Linked DNA regions of Mus musculus: region 1 is linked to region 2. Evidence: chromatin contacts called from public Hi-C data. All regions are on one chromosome and are shown on one strand. The core of a region is the stretch at or near the end of the contact, and the rest is flanking DNA. Distances in the headings are between cores, read along the strand shown.

Region 1 (5,933 bases), core at 1,058-3,557, 150 kb after region 2:
GGACGGACATGACAGGCATCAAGCTGCTATGGCACAGGGCCCTAGTTTCCCCCCAGGGCCAACAATCAGGACATAGTCCTGCCGAACCAAGTCTGTCGTCGGAACTTGAGAGCAGTGACATGGAACATCCAGAAGTACTGACTGAGTAAGCGCCCACTAGACCGAGGGGCTGTACCAGAGCCTCCATCCCTACACAGGACAGAGCTCCTGCTGTGCCACACACTAACCCTGGGAGAGACCCACCACTTCCCTGGAGCTGTGGGAGGGTTACCAGTGCTCCCATGCACAATCCCCCCCCTTTCCCACTCAGTCATCTGCTCCCTACCTGGCAAACATGCGGAGGTCCTCAGGGTTTTGGGCTGCAGGCACATTGAGGATAGCAGCCCGCTCATGCTCTGAGAGGCTAGCCAGCAGGTTCTCTGTCATCCTCTTGTTCAGTGGTGAGTCCCCACTGGGGAGCAGCTCAGCACTTGAGTTGTCCATACTGGGGCTGGTAAGGGTCATGTCGTCACTGCTGGCTGTGGGTTGGGATAGGCCAGCTGGATTCCAGTGTACAAAGATGGGAGCACCAAAGGCACTGCCAGCATCCAGAGCCTGGGACCACTGCCACATTCTCCTGCTGGTGCCCAACTGTACAATCTGTCCTCATGCATGAACTCATTGCCAACCCACCACCAAGTGCCTACTGTGTGGCTAATCTGGAATGCAAGGAGCTACCCTATAAGAGTAGCTTCAAGGACCCAGAATGAAAGCATACTGCACACCCATCACACCTCACAGCAGGAATAGGTGTCTTGTTCCACCTCAGCCAACATGGGCTAGCACTAAACAGGTCAAGGTATATGGCCCCCAACACCAGACAGTTGTGGTCTCTGGGATGACAATATGAGGCCCTGCTCTGAGCCCAGGCTGCAGTGGAAGAGTCCAGCTGCGCTGCGGTGGGCAAAAGATGCTCCTGACTACAGCTAGCTGCTCAGGGAAGGAGCCTCCCCCTCAGACCCATGGCAGTACAGGGGAGACAGGAGGGACAGGCAGGTGAGTATAGACATGTAAAAACACCTCTTATTCCAACAGTACCCAGGCTTCTTGGATGTCACCACCAAAGTCTCCCAGCCCCCCATTACCAGACAGATGTCCTGGAAGGGGATCCTACTTGGGGAGCCAAAGCTTAGAGCATTGGGTGTGCTGAGGCTGCGGCCACCAACTCTGGCTGTGAAGGGGACATCATCCTCTCGCAGTCGGGGCTCCTCTTCGCTGGGTGAGGCCATTAGGCAAACATAGGTATGCAGCTGGATGAGGAGCCGGCGCTGCAGCATCCACACCACCATCTGGATGAGCTGGGTCTGTGAGTGAGCAAAGTAAGTCAGCAGATGGGCTGGTTCCCTGACTCAAGCCTTAAGAACAGATTCCTATTCCTGGGGAATAAGAGAGACATGGTCCTTAGCAGCCCCAGTACCTAAACGGGAAGGCCTCCTGTTAGGAAGAAGGGACCCTCAACTGCTGGGTAGCTCTGCAAGGTCAGCATACCCCAGGGAAAACAGTAGGGCCAGAACTCCCAACACACGCCTGGGTTTCCTCCCTTCTCTGAGCCAACTTTCCCTAGAGCCAGATCTGTCCTTGCCACTAAGACCTGCTGCTGTCAGACAGTCCACTGCTAGGCAAGCCCACACAGAGTTCAGAGAGGAAACTGTCATGTGAGTCCTTGGCTCTACCTCAGAGTTTACTTCAAGAAGACAGGTGATTCCAACTGGAAACAGGAAGGGGACCTGCTGTTACTACATGAAGCCAATGGCTCTTCCTTATGAGCATTGGGCCACAGCAATGGAGCCCAGTGCCAGGTAGTACCCAGCACCAATGTTTAAGTATCTCTCAGGCACAGACACCAAGCAGCAAGGTGTGTGAACACAGAACCAGTGCTCACATCTTTGAGAGGCCCAGAAAAGCTGCTGCCCAGGTCACTCATGGAAGGGGGCTGGGTTACTGGGGAGGAAGTTATACATACTAATCATGGTCAAAACCAAATAGAATTCTAAAGAATTGAAGGTATTGTAACACAAAATGTAAAAAATAAAACACAAAAGCATTATAAGCATTAGACAGTATGTCTCTGGGATGTGGCAAACCAAACAGCTCTATCCCAGGCCCCTGACAAGGCCTGAAGCAGCTGCTCAGACACGGCCTGGAAGATCAGCCGTTATCCAGACAACTGGGAAGTTTCTGCTGGGATGGGAGCACTGCCAAGCCCTCCCCCCCAGAGAGCTGCCTGGGGGAGAGGAGGGAGGTGCAGAGGCAAAGTGCATCTTTCATCTTCCTGGCTCCCTTCCTGGAAACGAAGGGCTCAGTGAAAGGCAGCTTTAGAACTCTGGCACACTCAGCATGTAAATGAGCTAAAAACCCAGGATCTTATTCCCATTCACAATTTGAGAAGGGGAAGTATTTGATTTTGAGGACTGGTTTTGCCCAGTGTATCTGGCAGCTATTAAAGCAAATACTTTGCTTTTGAAGATAAACCATGGAGGTCACCCAGCTTGTCTCTGACACCTGTGCTCTTTCCCTAGCTTCCCTCGGAGCTCAAAGCACTTAACACAGGGAAGGGGCAAAGCTGCTCTGACTCCAAGTCACCATCTCACCATCTCTTGAGCATGGGGCAGTGAGAAGTGACTGACAGCCCACTGCAAATTCATCCCCCACACCTTGAGAAGCACCCCCACCACAACCAGCCTCTAATTGCCACCAGCCTTTGTCCTGACTCAGGGCCCCCATCCAAGACTCAACCCTAGCCTGACACTGTAGGTCTTCTTAGGAAAAGGACTCTAGGCCCAGCAACATAGGATTCCACACAAAGATCCCATGGTTCCTAAGCCCCCAGGGGAAGGGATACAGGAACTGAACTGCCTTGGAAAACAGGGCCCAGGCTTAGTGAGAGCAAAGCTGTCGGTACCTCCACCTGTGAGAAGCCCCTGCCCCAGAGGCAGCACAGGGAATCCTGCCAGCCCAGGAAAAGCTAATGCCCTTCTGACAAACATAAACCAGTCCCAGTCCTAGTCCTAAGGATGCCCATGGTGAGGAAGCCTGCAGTGCTTGCTAGTAAATCCCCCAAACCATGGCACAAAGGTAAACAATGCTAAGAGCCTTTGAATCAGGGGCCACTAGGCAGGCAGTTATACCCAGTCTACCTTGTAAGCTACACAGGGGCTCTAATGACTCACCTCCTGTGCAGGGGGAGCCAGAGGGCTCCTGAACTCCGATAAAGAAACAGGCAAGGAAAACTTGGCCAGGACAGATGGCAGGTCATGGGACGGGAACTGCCGGGAGAACTGTTCAGCTAGCGGGGAGTACCTGGGGCAGACAGCCATGGTCAGTGCCCTTCCCATACTCACAGCAACCATCTGGGTGAGCATAATGACAACAGAATATAGTATGGTGATGCAACAGGCCTTCAGATGGCAGAATTATACTGTCCCTTAAGACGTGGCAGGAACCACAGAACCCCTCTGATTTCAGCCAAGGAGAGATGGCTGTACCATGGGCAACACCAAACCAGACTGTGATCTGCATCTGAGCACGATATGGGCAGGCAGCATCAGGATATAGTGAGATCTGGCCTCATGGATTCAAAGCCACTGAGGCCTGGCCACTGGGGGCGCCATTCGCCATTAAAAGGTCCTGCTGGGCTTTTCTAGCTCCAGATTCCAGATTTTTGGCAGCCACTGGTACTTACAGACACACACTGGCATTGGGAGACATGACATAGACGTTGTTCTCACACAGTGGGTAGATGATGACAGCCTTGCCCCAGTATACCAGGTGAGCTGCCAACTGGAAGACCTGCAGACCAAGGAGAGATCGAAGGACTAAACTTGGAGACCACGGTTTTGCTAGGCAGTAGGCACATGAACACAGGGACACTGGAGTGCTTGGAGCATGGGCTGGACGGCTCCAGCAGAAGCACAGCATTCTCTTGTCCACAGACACCAGCACCATACTCCAAAGTCATAAAATATGGAGTCTCATCCTACCTGACCCTGCATACTCAAAGGCCCCTATGCACCCTGCTTTCCCCAGAGACCATCCTCCCATTCTGTTCTCCTGAGGTCTCAGATACCAGGAAATACACAAGATACCATAGCAAGTTCCAGGACAACCAGGGCTACAGAGCAATCCTGTCTCAAACAAACAAACAAACAAAAAAATCTTTCTCCATTAGCATCTGAGGGCTTAGATCACACAAGTGGGCCACAAGGCCCATCAAAGTGGCCTTGTATCATGTGTGACATTCACTCCTGAGGCAGGTGTTCCCCAAAGGTTCAGCCCCACCCTAGGATCACTGCTCCCCAGAGACATCTACAGGAAACAGCAGTCACAGAAAATAGTGAGGTGAGTTGCAGAGAATGGCCAGGGTGAGACCTCACAGGGTTTCACACGGGCATGCCAGCAGTAAACTCTGATTTAAATCAGGTTCAGCAGGGAGTTAGTTCGGAAGGAAACACCCTCCTCCCTGATCCCAGTCAAGACCTAGACAAGGAAATGGAAGAGACATCAAAGCTTTATCAAAGGACTGTGACAGTGAAGTCAGGCACAGTCCTAGCACAGATTCCTTCAAACAGCCTCTTAGTAAAGCCTTTCTAGACGTGGGGTAGGAAGTGAAAATAGCAGCCCAGACTCCTCAGAACAGCAGCACCGCCCCTCTCTGCGGGCGTTCAGGGACAGTGAGCACATTCAAACCTCTGTGTTTGATACTAGAGGGAAGCACAATGAGCTCCTTGCTGAATCTTGTCCAGCTTAGGATGCCAAGTTGAACTACACAGGCAGCATATGCTAGGTGCTCTCACAGAGCCTATGAAGAGTCAGAGATAGAGAAGGGATAAACTTATCCTGAAAAGAGAAAGGGTTTTGGAAAAAGCAGCCCAATGGGCCCACAAAGCAAAAACCTCCAGTGATGCCAACCCATTTCTCAGCCCCACACAGAGCCAGGAGGCCTAGCCAGAGGGACCTGAGAGGTGTCAGAGCTGTGGCCGCTTCATTCTACTGAGAAGGCTGGCCTTTGAGCAAACTGAGGTCCTGGGTAGGCCTCTGCTACCCTCTGGTGGCCTCAGGGTGCATAGCACTACCAGGTGAGGATACTGGCATTCATTCCCTGGGTCCTGCACCCACAGCCCTGGCACAGGTGACCCAGTCTACACTCCAGGCCCCTGAATCCAGCTTCTTCTGTGCTTTTCCTCCTCTACACTTCAGCTACAGGCCTTCTCTCTGAGCCCAAAGGGCTGCCACACACACTTGCCAAGGGGCTGTCTCTCCAGCTCTGCCACATGTCTTCCGCCACAAGAATGAGGGTATCTTGATGACTCCAGGGCTGGGTTGGATAAAAGGGGAGAAGGAGCAGAACAAAAGGGACCCATGTGGAGCGTACCTCACTTGGATCCTAGCCCCATGGCATCAGAGATGGAAAGAGGCAAACCCGCAGTCCTGCAGGGAAGGTTTGCTCTGAACATCTGATTGGACTTAGTTGTCCTCCAAAACAAGGCTGCATCTCTGCATGTCTCATCATTAAAGACATGTATTTTAGTAAAAACGAAAACAAGGGGGCTGGAGAGATGGCTCAGTGGTTAAGAGCACTGACTGCTCTTCCAGAGGTCCTGAGTTCAATTCCCAGCAAACACATGATAGCTCAAAACCATCTGTAAAGGGATCCAATGTCCTCTTCTGGTGCATCTGAAGACAATGACAGTGTGTTCACATACATAAAATAAATAAATCTTTAAAGAAAAAAATTTTTTAAAGGAGAGGTAGGAAAATGTGCAAAAAATAGAAGCCACACAGTAGGTTAAATTACCACTCAAGTCCTCGCTCTCACTTCCCACATGCTTGCTCATAGGCCAGTGTGAGCCTGTGCTGAGCTGGAAGATCCACCATGCACTACTACTTCCCAAGCT
Region 2 (5,956 bases), core at 2,377-4,876:
GGGCCTTGGGTCACTGCTTAGCTGAGAATTACTGTTAGAAGGTTCCTTCATGGGCTCTCCCCATTTCTGCATGTCTTGTGAGAATAGGCACTAAGAGCCTTCATTCCAGAGAAGGCACTTACAGCCTTCATTCCAGGGTCTGTGAATAACAACCCTGGAAGATAAAGATGGCATCTACTTCTGGAGCAGAGGACAGATTCACTCACTGCCTGACATAGTAAAGACAATGTTCCCTAAATAGTCAAAAGTCATCCAAGTTTACCCCACATTGCAAAAAGCTAAAGCCCCTTCCTCCGTTGTGTTAAGCCTTGGTAAGGTGCCCACCTGGGTCACTTTTGCTAGGACAAACTCCAAGACCAAAAGAAACTTAGCTAAGGAGAGGATTTACTTAGCTTGCATTTCTAGGTCCAGGTCTATCACTGAGGAAGTCAAGGCAGCTCAATTAGGAGCTGAATCAGAAACCATGAAGACGTGCTGCCTCCTTGCCTTTTCACTGGTTCATGTTCAACCAGCTTTTTTACCCAGCTGGGGACCACTGGCCTTGGGGATAGTACCACCCACAGTGGACTGAGCCCTTCAACCTTAATTAGCAATCAAGTAACCTACAGGCCAATCTGATCAAGGCAATTCTTCATTTGTGGTTCCCTCTTCCCAAGTGACTCTACACATTGACAATAAAACCTAACCAGAATATAGGGCAAAAGAAACCAAAGAGAACATGATGCCCTAACCCTTGGCTGTGCCCCAGGGGCCCTGTGTTTTCTGCCAGGAACCACAATATGGGAGAGATTAATACCGTGCACTTCCTGTGCAGACCAGATGTGACTAAAGCATATTGATCCCCCTCTTCTTCAATCCTCGTTCCCCATTTCTCCCTGTCTAGGGGACTCCTCCCTTAACCTGGGACTGAAGCTACAGAGGAGAGCACTTCTGGGCTGTACAGCTGCCCGGCTTCCTCCTAAGCCTTTCTGCTGTGCTGGAGCAGATTCCCTTCCCAAACATTCAGGACTTCCAAGGTTGGAAGTGCAAAGCAAGGCAGCTTTGGGCTCCCATATTGATCTCCTGAGGTAGGCAGGACTCCAGGGAGGGCGAGGGAAACAATGGGACAGACAAAAACTAATATGGGAACCAGGAGGGTGGGGGAATTCACTAGTTTCCTAGGACATCTCACCGGAAAACAAAAGGCGAAGCTGGTTTCAATAGAAAGGGTGTCCCGGGTACCTGTACTGCTGACATCCACATGGGGTTGCGTGCAATTCCTGTGCAAGGAGTTGGTGCACATGGCAGGTTCCCCCTCATCTGTTGAGGTGACAGACATGTGTCCCACCTCCCATGGTTTCCTTGCACCCAGCAGCTTTCTTCCTTTTTTTTTCCTTGTTTTGTGAAAAAAACCTTAAGAAGAGATGGGCCCTCTTGATTTTGAAGGGCGGGTTACCATGCTGGGCCACAGATCAGTCATCTCTGAAAGCCACTGAAGATGCTACACCTTTTGGTGTACGAAGATTTAATTCTTCATGTAAAAATAAGCATGTACATCCATCTCACTAGTATGTAAGTTTGATTTCATCTTAATAAACGGCAAAAATATGTGTGTCACACTAGTGTTTAAAAATAATTTCTCTATGCCATATCATCAATAAATGTTTGATTCACTATTTTATACCTTTTACATTTTTATTTCATTAATTTATTTTTTTTACGTTTTGCCTTCCTGTATGTTTGTGCTCCACACGCATGCCCGGTGCCTTGGAGGTAAGAAGATGTTGGATCCTCTGGGATTGAGGTTACAGATGACAGTGAGCTGAATATGGGTTCTGGGAATCAAATATTCAAATATTCCTCTGGCAAGAATAAGAAATGTTCTCATCTGCTAAACCAACTCTCCAGTTTTATACCTACTTTGTATTTCTATTTTATATGCCTCTCTACGTACATCTGGGGTCATGCAGAAAATTTTTTTCAACCTAAAGAGGTAGCAAGTGGAGAGAGGTTAGACCTGCCTTCAAGGGTGCCGTCCTTGGGACATGCATCTCCAAATGACGTTTCCACACTGGATCTGAGTCTTCATAAAGCTGAAAATGCTGAGTGCTCTCACCACGGCCAACGCAGTTCTCTCACAAGCAGAGAGACCCAGTGTGTAGGCCCCAATGGGGAGCGAACGTGGGATAGATACCAAGGAAAACTTCTGAACAATTGCTGTGACATCTTCCTAACAACGGTAGTTAGGACAAAAATAACCCTCACCTTCAAAAGCACATCCCCAGACAGCGATTGCACTTGAGCCTCTGAGGCTCCGCGAGACCTTGAGCGGTTCCTGGAAAAGGTGGCTGGGACCTGTGGCCCTGAAAGGCTGGTCAGGGTCCCAAAGTTGATCTGTCATTTTGGGTTCCAATTCCAGAATCTGAGTTCCAGAAATGGCTCTGTGAGGAGGTGCCAAGTTCTCAAGCAGTAGATGTACAAAGAAAGAGAATAAAGATTATGGGATGGGAGGCAGGATCTGCAGCCTCTGTGGTCCCCACTTCAGCTCTGCACTCATGGGATCACAGTCCTTCCAGCTTACCTAGGCCCTCTGTCTGCATACTGCCTTACAATATCAAACACATGCCCAGGTATTTCTCCTGGGTCTCCTGGCTTGATATGGCCCCTTGACCTGACACTCTCAGCCACACTCAGGGCTAGACCTAACATCTGTACAGACTGTCACTGCACTGAAGGGACCCAGGACAAAGAGCTACAGAAACTAGGCTGTGGTAACCCTCTGAGGGGCTACTGTTTGGCTCCCAGCCACAGACAGCTGCCTCCAGGCTGGAGAAGCTGGTATTGGCCAAACAGATCTGTTTAAATAAGGTCTGCTTCCCTGTGCTCTGGGCCTTGGAGACTCAGTGGGGCAAATCCTGGAGTTACTCAGAAATGACTCTGAGGGGCTTCTCTCACACCAGGCCTTTGACTTTGCTCAGGCCTAGAGGCCTCGGTACAGATATGGGTGGCAGTAGAACTGGCATCATCCGGTTGCCACAATATGTCAGTATTCTGAGCAAAGCTGGTCCTCTTGAAATCTCCCCAAGGCTCCAAGGCTCTGAAATGCAGAGAAAAAATATGTCTTCTCCAAAAACCAGGGCTTGTGGCTTCGGGGCATATGCTCAACTCCTGCCACAACCAACACTTACTTTATGGATGTGCCTGAGATAGAGAGAAAGACAGAGTGTTTGTTATAGAAGTTTCTCTTTGAAGTAGCTTTTGTATCAGGTAGAGCTAGTTTATGCCCTGTCTCCACTGGGTATCCCAAGGGATCTTGGGCATAGCTCTTGCCCTCTGGGCATCTACTTCCTCATCTGTGAATGGATTTGAACTTTGAATATTAATCTCCCTGAGCATCATCAGTCCTGGCTGTAAACTGGGAATCAGCAGCGTCCTGAAAACTGTGAGTACCTAATACATGCCCAGTCAACCCTTCTTGGACCTAAAGGAATTGTGAGGAATCTAGGTCCCACTGAGGAGCTGGGGACTGGGCCCCCTCTAGAACTAAATGTTGGATATATCTGATCGATGCCTGCAGGAAAGCCCCACTCCCAGAGACTGGCTGTAACTCCTTTCTGCCTTTGTTTTAATGCCTGCTGTAGTCTGGCTCTGCAGTGATGCAGATGTGGGTGTTGTTGCTAGGCAACTGGGCTACGGCACTAATCCTAGGAGGCCTTGGTTTCATTGGCTGCCTATTCTGAAGCTGCTGATAGTGTTGACTTGGAAATGGCTGTAAAAATGAGATGAGATGATGTCAGTACCAGGGTACAATGTTTGTGTGGTGGGACAAAGAGGCCACTCATTCCATAACAGCCCCAAGGTGCATGCTCCTGATGACTGTTGTTTTACCAATAACAACCTCAGGATGTAGGGAGGAAAGTGGTTGTGGTGCCAAGGAATAAATCTACATGCATGTGACTTCAGAGAGGAGGGGAAGCTGGGCTTTGATGTCCTCCCTGCTTCACCCATTGTCCATTGCAATGCTTTAAACGTAAACCAGATCATGTGTTCCTGCCGCAGCCCACTGTCTGTGTGAGTAGGCTAGACCGTCCTATATGAGACTCAGTGCTATGGGACCCCAGAGGGTTGTTTACACCTTCGTTCACACTGCTTCTCCCTCATTCTGCATCTGCTGCCTTTTCTCTAAGTGTCCTGCTCTTGCTGTCCTCATCACAGGTCCCCCACTCCCCTCCAGGCTTCAGTCAACACCCACCCCACTGCCGCCCACCGCAGCCCTCTGTGAACCTCCCGGCTTTTGAATTTCTTTCTGCCCATTCGCATAACTAACTCCTCTGTCCATGAAGTTCAACCCTGCTTCACCATATTACACTGTCCCAGCCTGGCAGATAGGGGAAACACAATAGATCCCTCCTGGGTGAATGTCTGAGAAGTAGACGTTTAGTTTATGAATGCCTCCTGGGACCTTTGATCTGACACTTGAGGTGAACACTTCTTTGATATCTGATCTTCCTCTATTATGGGCCAAGTATGCTGGGGACACTCTCTCTTGCCATTAGCCTATTTTATAGGTGAGGTGCTTGAGATACAAAGACAGGAAGGAGCTTACCCAAGGTGTCCCAACTTGTGAGATCCAAGCCCAAGTTTCCTGGCTCTTCTGTCCTGCTCTGAGGTCAAGATAAGACTAGTGCGAGAGCCAGGCATAGCGCCACACACTTTTAATTCCAGCACTTAGGAGGCAGAGGCAGGAAGATCTCTCTGAGTTTGAGGCCAGCCTGGTCTATTTACCAAGTTCCAGGTCAGCAGGACTACATAAAGAGACCTCCCCCACATCTCCATAAATAAATAAATAAATTTTAATGTTTAAAAAAACACAAACCCTAATGGGATGTTTGACATTGTATTTGAGATACTTGTGTGTCAGTATCTGGTGTGAGGAAGCTGTTGCAATACTCAGGGAGCTGTCAAGGGCACATCAAACATTCTAGTTTATGTAAGCACTCCTAAAACGGGCATGAAAGAAGTGTAATTGTAAAGAGGGGCTATCGGTAAAGTCTATGGCAGTCCAAGTCAAGTTCTCCTTTAAGCCAAACATCAGATTCTATGACTCCCATCAGAAAACTGACAGATGGCTACTGAGGCTGACAGAAAACAATGTCACAGAAATATCAGGACAATTATTTCCCCAGAAATCTTCAAATCTGTTTTGAAGATCTTGCATCAAATTAGGAAGGGCTACATATTTTTTGCTGTTCAGGGTTTAGACGATTTGCTAAAATTCATAAATTCCTTTCATCCTTGTGGTATTTTCATTCATTCTCTTTGGGGGCTGTTATGATTTGAAATACTGTGTTGGTAATTTGTTTGTCACCTTAAAGACAAATGTTAAATTCATGTAAATAAGCAGTTAGATCCACTAAAAATGTTAAATCTGTAAGCTGATTTTCATTGTCAAGTTCTGGACAGATTTTGGTTTTGAAACCATAAATGACTCCATAGCCTGTCACAAATTATAAGATCTTTCCAACACTGGGCCTCCACTGCATCATCCTAACTCTGAAGAGCAAATGTCACCATAGTCAACATGACCTGACTGTGGCGTAGTCCTGGGCAGGAGATGATTTCAACCTTCATAAAGCTTTTATGAAGTTCAGTCTTGATGCAATGCACACCATGGTCCCCTTTTAAAGGTTTTGTGCCTGAATTTCTGCACAAGCTTTAAAATGACACTTCACTAAACATGAGTTTGGGGTTGCTATCATGCCATTGTCTATTTATCTTATGAGTCTCTCTCTTCAACTTACAATATCCAGGTCCCATCATTTACTACACCAGACATATTTACACGGACAAAAAAAATCACTTTAATATTTTTTAAACTGTTTTGAATATATCTCCTTGGTTCTGAAGAAGCCAGTTCTTTGGTGACATATTCCCATTGACACCTCTGGCAAAGACCATGTTTGTGACCCGTCAGCAC

What was found. Hi-C and Micro-C count contacts between places; a contact is called where the count stands out from the background.
Region 1: a contact with region 2 is called in a Hi-C map of cortical neurons, with 2.0 times the contacts expected there. The contact joins two enhancer-like sites. A contact is called at or near these places in 1 of 484 Hi-C or Micro-C datasets (cortical neurons) and 2 of 9 other capture datasets (adipose tissue and pancreatic islet).

The regions. Positions count from the first base shown.
Region 1 is chr11:32,233,579-32,239,511 of GRCm38.p6, forward strand. Nprl3 (nitrogen permease regulator-like 3) reads right to left here. Exons shown (of 13, transcript NM_181569.3): 9 at 3,722-3,828; 10 at 3,210-3,339; 11 at 1,154-1,343; 12 at 326-518. Among named protein-coding and RNA genes, the nearest start is that of Mpg, 10 kb to the left of the region's middle. Within about 2 kb of position 2,308, at least 72 of the 459 cell types and tissues checked have an H3K27ac peak or open chromatin away from gene starts, as enhancers often do. A contact at or near this core is called in cortical neurons, where this site is marked.
Region 2 is chr11:32,083,940-32,089,895 of GRCm38.p6, forward strand. No RefSeq gene overlaps it. Among named protein-coding and RNA genes, the nearest start is that of Gm12108, 14 kb to the right of the region's middle. Within about 2 kb of position 3,627, at least 100 of the 459 cell types and tissues checked have an H3K27ac peak or open chromatin away from gene starts, as enhancers often do. A contact at or near this core is called in cortical neurons, where this site is marked.